Linked DNA regions of Mus musculus: region 1 is linked to region 2. Evidence: chromatin contacts called from public ChIA-PET data. All regions are on one chromosome and are shown on one strand. Each heading gives the region's core, a stretch centred on a gene start, on an enhancer-like site or on the middle of the called end of the contact. The rest is flanking DNA. Distances are from core to core; before and after follow the strand shown.

Region 1 (2,700 bases), core at 27-2,526, 160 kb after region 2:
GAAGTGTGAGAAAGCCTGAGCTAACAGTGACAGAAGATCAAGGGGGTGGGGGGGTGGGGGATTTAAAGTTCTTTAAAGGCATGTCTGAACAGAGACTGTGTCTGTGTGTGTGTGTGTGTGTGTGTGTGTGTGTGTGTGTGTGTGTGTGAGAGAGAGAGAGAGAGAGAAAATGAATCTGCAACAAAGCACTTATTACTAAAATAAAATTTTACTTGTTCTAAGTAGAATCTAAATAATCACAAAGGAGGAATTCATTCTCAGAGCTGCCCTTTTGCTAGATGCCTCTGTTTTTCTGTTGCTTGCCCCATCCCCACACCTCAATTCCACCTCTCTTTCTCTGTGAGCTTCCTTTTCTGTCCGTCTCTTTGTCCCTTTGTCTGTGTAGGTCTTTGGTCTTTCCTATCCATCTGCTCTTCTCCTGTCTCTCAGTCTTAGTTTTCCAGGGAAACAAGAAGTCAGGATTCTGTTGGTACTGTCTCTAGTTGACTCTTTTCCTGCCTTAGCTTCTGACCAGTGATGAGCTGCATTTACATTTGTTTGATTTCACATCGTTAGTAAGGTTGGGTGTCTAAGCGGAAGGGGGCGGAGACTCTGAACTGGCTAATTGTTCACAGAAGACATCCTTGAATCTAAAATTAGTAAGGACTTCTACATTCGGTAAGGCCAGAGTCTGGGAATGTTGGACAACTCATGAAGTACTTTTTGGAAGTTTAGCTGTTTTCTGGCAAAGGCAGGGAAATTGGAAGTCAGCCAAGTACTTCATAGAAGCCAAAGAACCTGAACATCTAAATTTTGGAGAGTGAAGCAGGTTAAGTGAAAAAGGAATAATTTTGGATAAAGTACTAATCTAATGTCTGGGTTAAATAGTGGAAGTCTATTGTTGGTGTATCAACTCTGTTTAGTACTTGAGATAACCCACTTTCTTTTATGACATTACAATGTTTTGCTGTTGTATATGTGGCATGGCTCACCTGTTGTATAGTCAGAGGATAGCTTGGGGAGTTTGTTCTGTCCTTCAGCCTTGTGGGTCCTGGGGATCAAACTCAGGCTTAGCAGCAAACACCTTTACCAACTGAGCCACCTCACCCTTGTGCCACCATCCCCTGCCCCTTTGAGATAAGCACCTCCTTAACTTGGTAAAGCATCCTAGGCTAGCCTAACATTACCTTCTTCCCTTGGCCTTTCGGGTATGGGTTACAATACTTAGTCTCTCCCTACAAGAAGCTGGCAAATGAGCTCAGAAACCTAGACACAGAAGCCAGTGAAATCCACATTGGGTGTGGCCCTCGGAGGAGGTGTGATTTGTGGTGTGGTGGTGTCACTGCCCCTCAGTAATCACTGTCAGGTGGTTTAACTTGCCAGGCCTACTTTGTAATTTGGTGTTTTGAACTTGTTCCAAAGATGATGTTGGTTTTAATTTCTCTGAAAAGTCATTTCCTCTGAGAGATAACAATTATCTTCTGATATTTTGCCCTCTTATATAAGAACTTTAGAAAGGCTACTTTCTAGGATCTTTGTCTTGTGATGTTGCGGCCCTTTTAATTTAACAGGCCAGGGAAAGGCGGAGCACTCTTCTGTTGTCACAGAAATGTCTCTTTCCCCCTCCCTCAGTGTGGTTTTTGGAAGGTTGGGGGAGACAGAAGAAAGCAAAAGAGGGTACTATTTAGGTGGCAGAAGGGCGGAATGATAGCTATAGGGGCAAATAGCAAAGTATAATGATATGCATACCAAAATGTTACAGTGAAAACCATTATTTTACAAATAGGGGCTAGAGAGAGACTCAGTGGTTAATGACACGTGATGCTTTTGGGGAGGACCTGGGTTTGATTCCCAGTACATTCATGGTGACTCACAGCCATCCCTAACTCCAATTCCAGGGCATCTACTGCTTTCTTCTGATTTTTACATACATCAGGTGTGCACTTGGGGCACATATGTATATACAGGCAAAATACTCATAAAATAAATAAAATTTTTAAAATTCGTCCAATCAAATAAAAAAGAATGCTAAAAATATATAGTATACAAGTTAGTTGGGTATGAAAGCTTTATATGAGTTAAGCTAACTCAGTTCAGGGTTCTTCATTTGTAGACACTATTTTTATATTTCCCTTTTCTGTGATTTATTTGACTTGAGAGTTATTTGTCAGGCAGTGACTATTTTACCCCATTTCCTGAGGAAATACTAGAAACACGACTGAGAACTGAGGGGCTGAGTCTAAGAGGATCTTCCTAAGATCAGCTAAGCAGAGAAACATGCCCAGGCTGTGTACTAGGACAGAGGCTGAGAAGATGAGAGGTCTGTCTACATGAAGGATGAAGGAAGAGTTTTAACAATAATGAACTGAGTCTCTGAGGAAGAGAGAAACCGATGTGTACTTCCTGACAGATAGGAGCATTCTGCATAGCATGCAGCAAGTTCATTGTAAAGAGACTGGAGCCAGAACCATGTGCAAAAGCAAGCAGCCATGGTGAGGAGAAACCTTTCCCACTTTAAAAGAAAAGATCAAAAGGAAGTTACTATCACCCATTCCATACCTAGACAAAGGAGTATCTTACTTCTTTTTAAACTAACCAGAAAGAATATTATCTGGTACAAGAAAGTTCCTTAAAATATAAGAATTGGGGATTAGAATCTAGGTTCAATTTATTCCATTTTTATGTCAATGAGTTGTTGAGGTGATGTTATAGGTAGCATCA
Region 2 (2,700 bases), core at 15-2,514:
TTCTCTGGAGTGCTAGGATTGAAACATTTGCCACCACACTCTGCTTAGGTTTCTTTTTTGTTTCGTTTTTTTTTTCCCTCAAAACATAAAACACCTCAAAAATTTCCTCAAAATATTTTGAGACTTTTTATTTTACATGTATGGTTATTTTGCCTTGATGTATGTCTGTGTACCATGTGCATACAGTGTGCTCTTGCAGGGCAGAAGGTGTCAGAGCTCCTTGGAACTGGAGTTAGAGATGATTGCTAGCCACTATGTAGGTATTGGGAATGGAACCCCAAGTCCTCTGGAAGAGCAGCCACTGTTCTTAACTGCTGAGCCAACTCTCTCCAGCCCTAGAATTTCGTTTTCTTAATTTCCTTGAGTTCTTTTTTTCTAGTCATTTCTCCAGATTAAACAGCCTATCCAGGAACTATTTTCTGGGATAGAGAAGCCTGACTCCTTCCATGCAGCATAGTAGATAATTTTCCAAGTGATTTATTTTTCCCAATATACAATCTTGCTTCTGTCTGAAAATGATAAAATTACATGTGTGATAAAGTTATTAGAAAATAAAAAATGTGATTATTACTAGTAAATATTTGATTTGCATATCAAGTTTATATACCTATATGCCTGGGACCATGTACCAATGTCTCAGGTGGTCTTTGAGTAAGAGTGAGGAAGGTTTAAGAAGCCATATTCTCAATCTGTAGATTATAACCCTCACAGGGGTAACATATGAGATATCCTGCATATCTCTACATTATGATTCATATCAGTAGCAAAATTACAGTTATGAAGTAGCAATAAAATAATTTTATGGTTGGGGGGGTCACAACAATATGAACTATCAAGTGGTGACCCCCAACCATAAAATTATTTTGTTAAAAGTTGAATCATTAGGAAGGTTGAGAACCACTGTTCTGGACCAACACTAAATGGTTAACATTTTTATAAGATGAATTCACTTTATGTGTTCAACATTTGCCATAAAGATATTCTTTGCTAACATGATTTGGTGCTAGCTTCCTACATAAATACTAATTTTCCTTTGGCTCTCAGAAACTTGGTCTCTAGTTGGGGAGCTGAAGTATACACAGAATTGAGAGAGTGAGAAGTGCCTCAAGGCCCGAGAGCTGTACAGTGAACCAACCATCCAGTACTAAAACAAGCTACTGTCTGTTCTGAGAATGCAAATCTGCATAGATATTATCAGGAGGCTCTGGTTCCCATCCTGGCTTTGGGTCTTAATATCCTGGGGAGGTTTTAACTCAGTCGGCTTTGGGTGGGACAGGAAGCTAGTTTCTAATCTGCACTGTGGCTTATAACATCAAAGAGAATCTTGTATTTTCTTACTTCCAAGAAACAAGTTTGCTCTTTAGTTCTACATATTCTGTTTCATTTAGATAGCCTTTATTTAAGCAAAAGTTGTACATATTCATAGGGATGAGAGAGAGAGAGAGAGAGAGAGAGAGAGAGAGAGAGAGAGAGAGAAAATTGCAATACATGTATACAATGTACAACATTCAAATCAGAGTAAACATTTCTCACATAGTACCTTTGTGGTGAAGCTATTTAAATTTTTTCATCTTAACTTTTTGAAACCTAACAGTACACAGTCGTGATCTATAGCCACTTGCTATGCAAGAGAACCCAGAACTACTCTTTTTTTTGTTTGTTTGGTTTTTTGGTTTTTTTTTCCATTTTTTATTAGGTATTTAGCTCATTTACATTTCCAATGCTATACCAAAAGTCCCCCATACCCACCCACCCCCACTCCCCTACCCACCCACTCCCCCTTTTTGGCCCTGGCGTTCCCCTGTACTGGGGCATATAAAGTTTGCGTGTCCAATGGGCCTCTCTTTCCAGTGATGGCCGACTAGGCCATCTTTTGATACATATGCAGCTAGAGTCAAGAGCTCCGGGGTACTGGTTAGTTCATAATGTTGTTCCACCTATAGGGTTGCAGATCCCTTTAGCTCCTTGGGTACTTTCTCTAGCTCCTCCATTGGGAGCCCTGTGATCCATCCACTAGCTGACTGTGAGCATCCACTTCTGTGTTTGCTAGGCCCCGGCATAGTCTCACAAGAGACAGCTACATCTGGGTCCTTTCGATAAAATCTTGCTAGTATATGCAATGGTGTCAGCGTTTGGATGCTGATTATGGGGTGGATCCCTGGATATGGCAGTCTCTACATGGTCCATCCTTTCATCTCAGCTCCAAACTTTGTCTTTGTAACTCCTTCCATGGGTGTTTTGTTCCCAATTCTAAGGAGGGGCATAGTGTCCACACTTCAGTCTTCATTCTTCTTGAGTTTCATGTGTTTAGCAAATTGTATCTTATATCTTGGGTATCCTAGGTTTGGGGCTAATATCCACTTATCAGTGAGTACATATTGTGTGAGTTCCTTTGTGAATGTGTTACCTCACTCAGGATGATGCCCTCCAGGTCCATCCATTTGCCTAGGAATTTCATAAATTCATTCTTTTTAATAGCTGAGTAGTACTCCATTGTGTAGATGTACCACATTTTCTGTATCCATTCCTCTGTTGAGGGACATCTGGGTTCTTTCCAGCTTCTGGCTATTATAAATAAGGCTGCTATGAACATAGTGGAGCATGTGTCCTTCTTACCAGTTGGGGCATCTTCTGGATATATGCCCAGGAGGGGTATTGCTGGATCCTCCGGTAGTACTATGTCCAATTTTCTGAGGAACC

What was found. ChIA-PET counts read pairs in DNA pulled down with a chosen protein or histone mark.
Region 1: a contact with region 2 is called in an RNA polymerase II ChIA-PET map of effector CD8 T cells, with 5 read pairs. The contact joins two enhancer-like sites. A contact is called at or near these places in 1 of 15 datasets of contacts at CTCF or cohesin (the NIH/3T3 cell line), 5 of 115 datasets of contacts at active chromatin or transcription factors (effector CD8 T cells, large pre-B cells, memory CD8 T cells and 2 more) and 3 of 9 other capture datasets (adipose tissue, liver and pancreatic islet).

What each region holds. Positions count from the first base shown.
Region 1 is chr7:75,643,560-75,646,259 of GRCm38.p6, forward strand. All of the region lies in intron 8 of Akap13 (A kinase (PRKA) anchor protein 13), which reads left to right. Among named protein-coding and RNA genes, the nearest start is that of AU020206, 140 kb to the right of the region's middle. Within about 2 kb of position 1,277, at least 60 of the 459 cell types and tissues checked have an H3K27ac peak or open chromatin away from gene starts, as enhancers often do. A contact at or near this core is called in effector CD8 T cells, memory CD8 T cells and regulatory T cells, where this site is marked.
Region 2 is chr7:75,485,012-75,487,711 of GRCm38.p6, forward strand. The region is part of intron 1 of Akap13 (A kinase (PRKA) anchor protein 13); the gene reads left to right. Among named protein-coding and RNA genes, the nearest start is that of Akap13, 31 kb to the left of the region's middle. Within about 2 kb of position 1,265, at least 25 of the 459 cell types and tissues checked have an H3K27ac peak or open chromatin away from gene starts, as enhancers often do. A contact at or near this core is called in effector CD8 T cells, memory CD8 T cells and regulatory T cells, where this site is marked.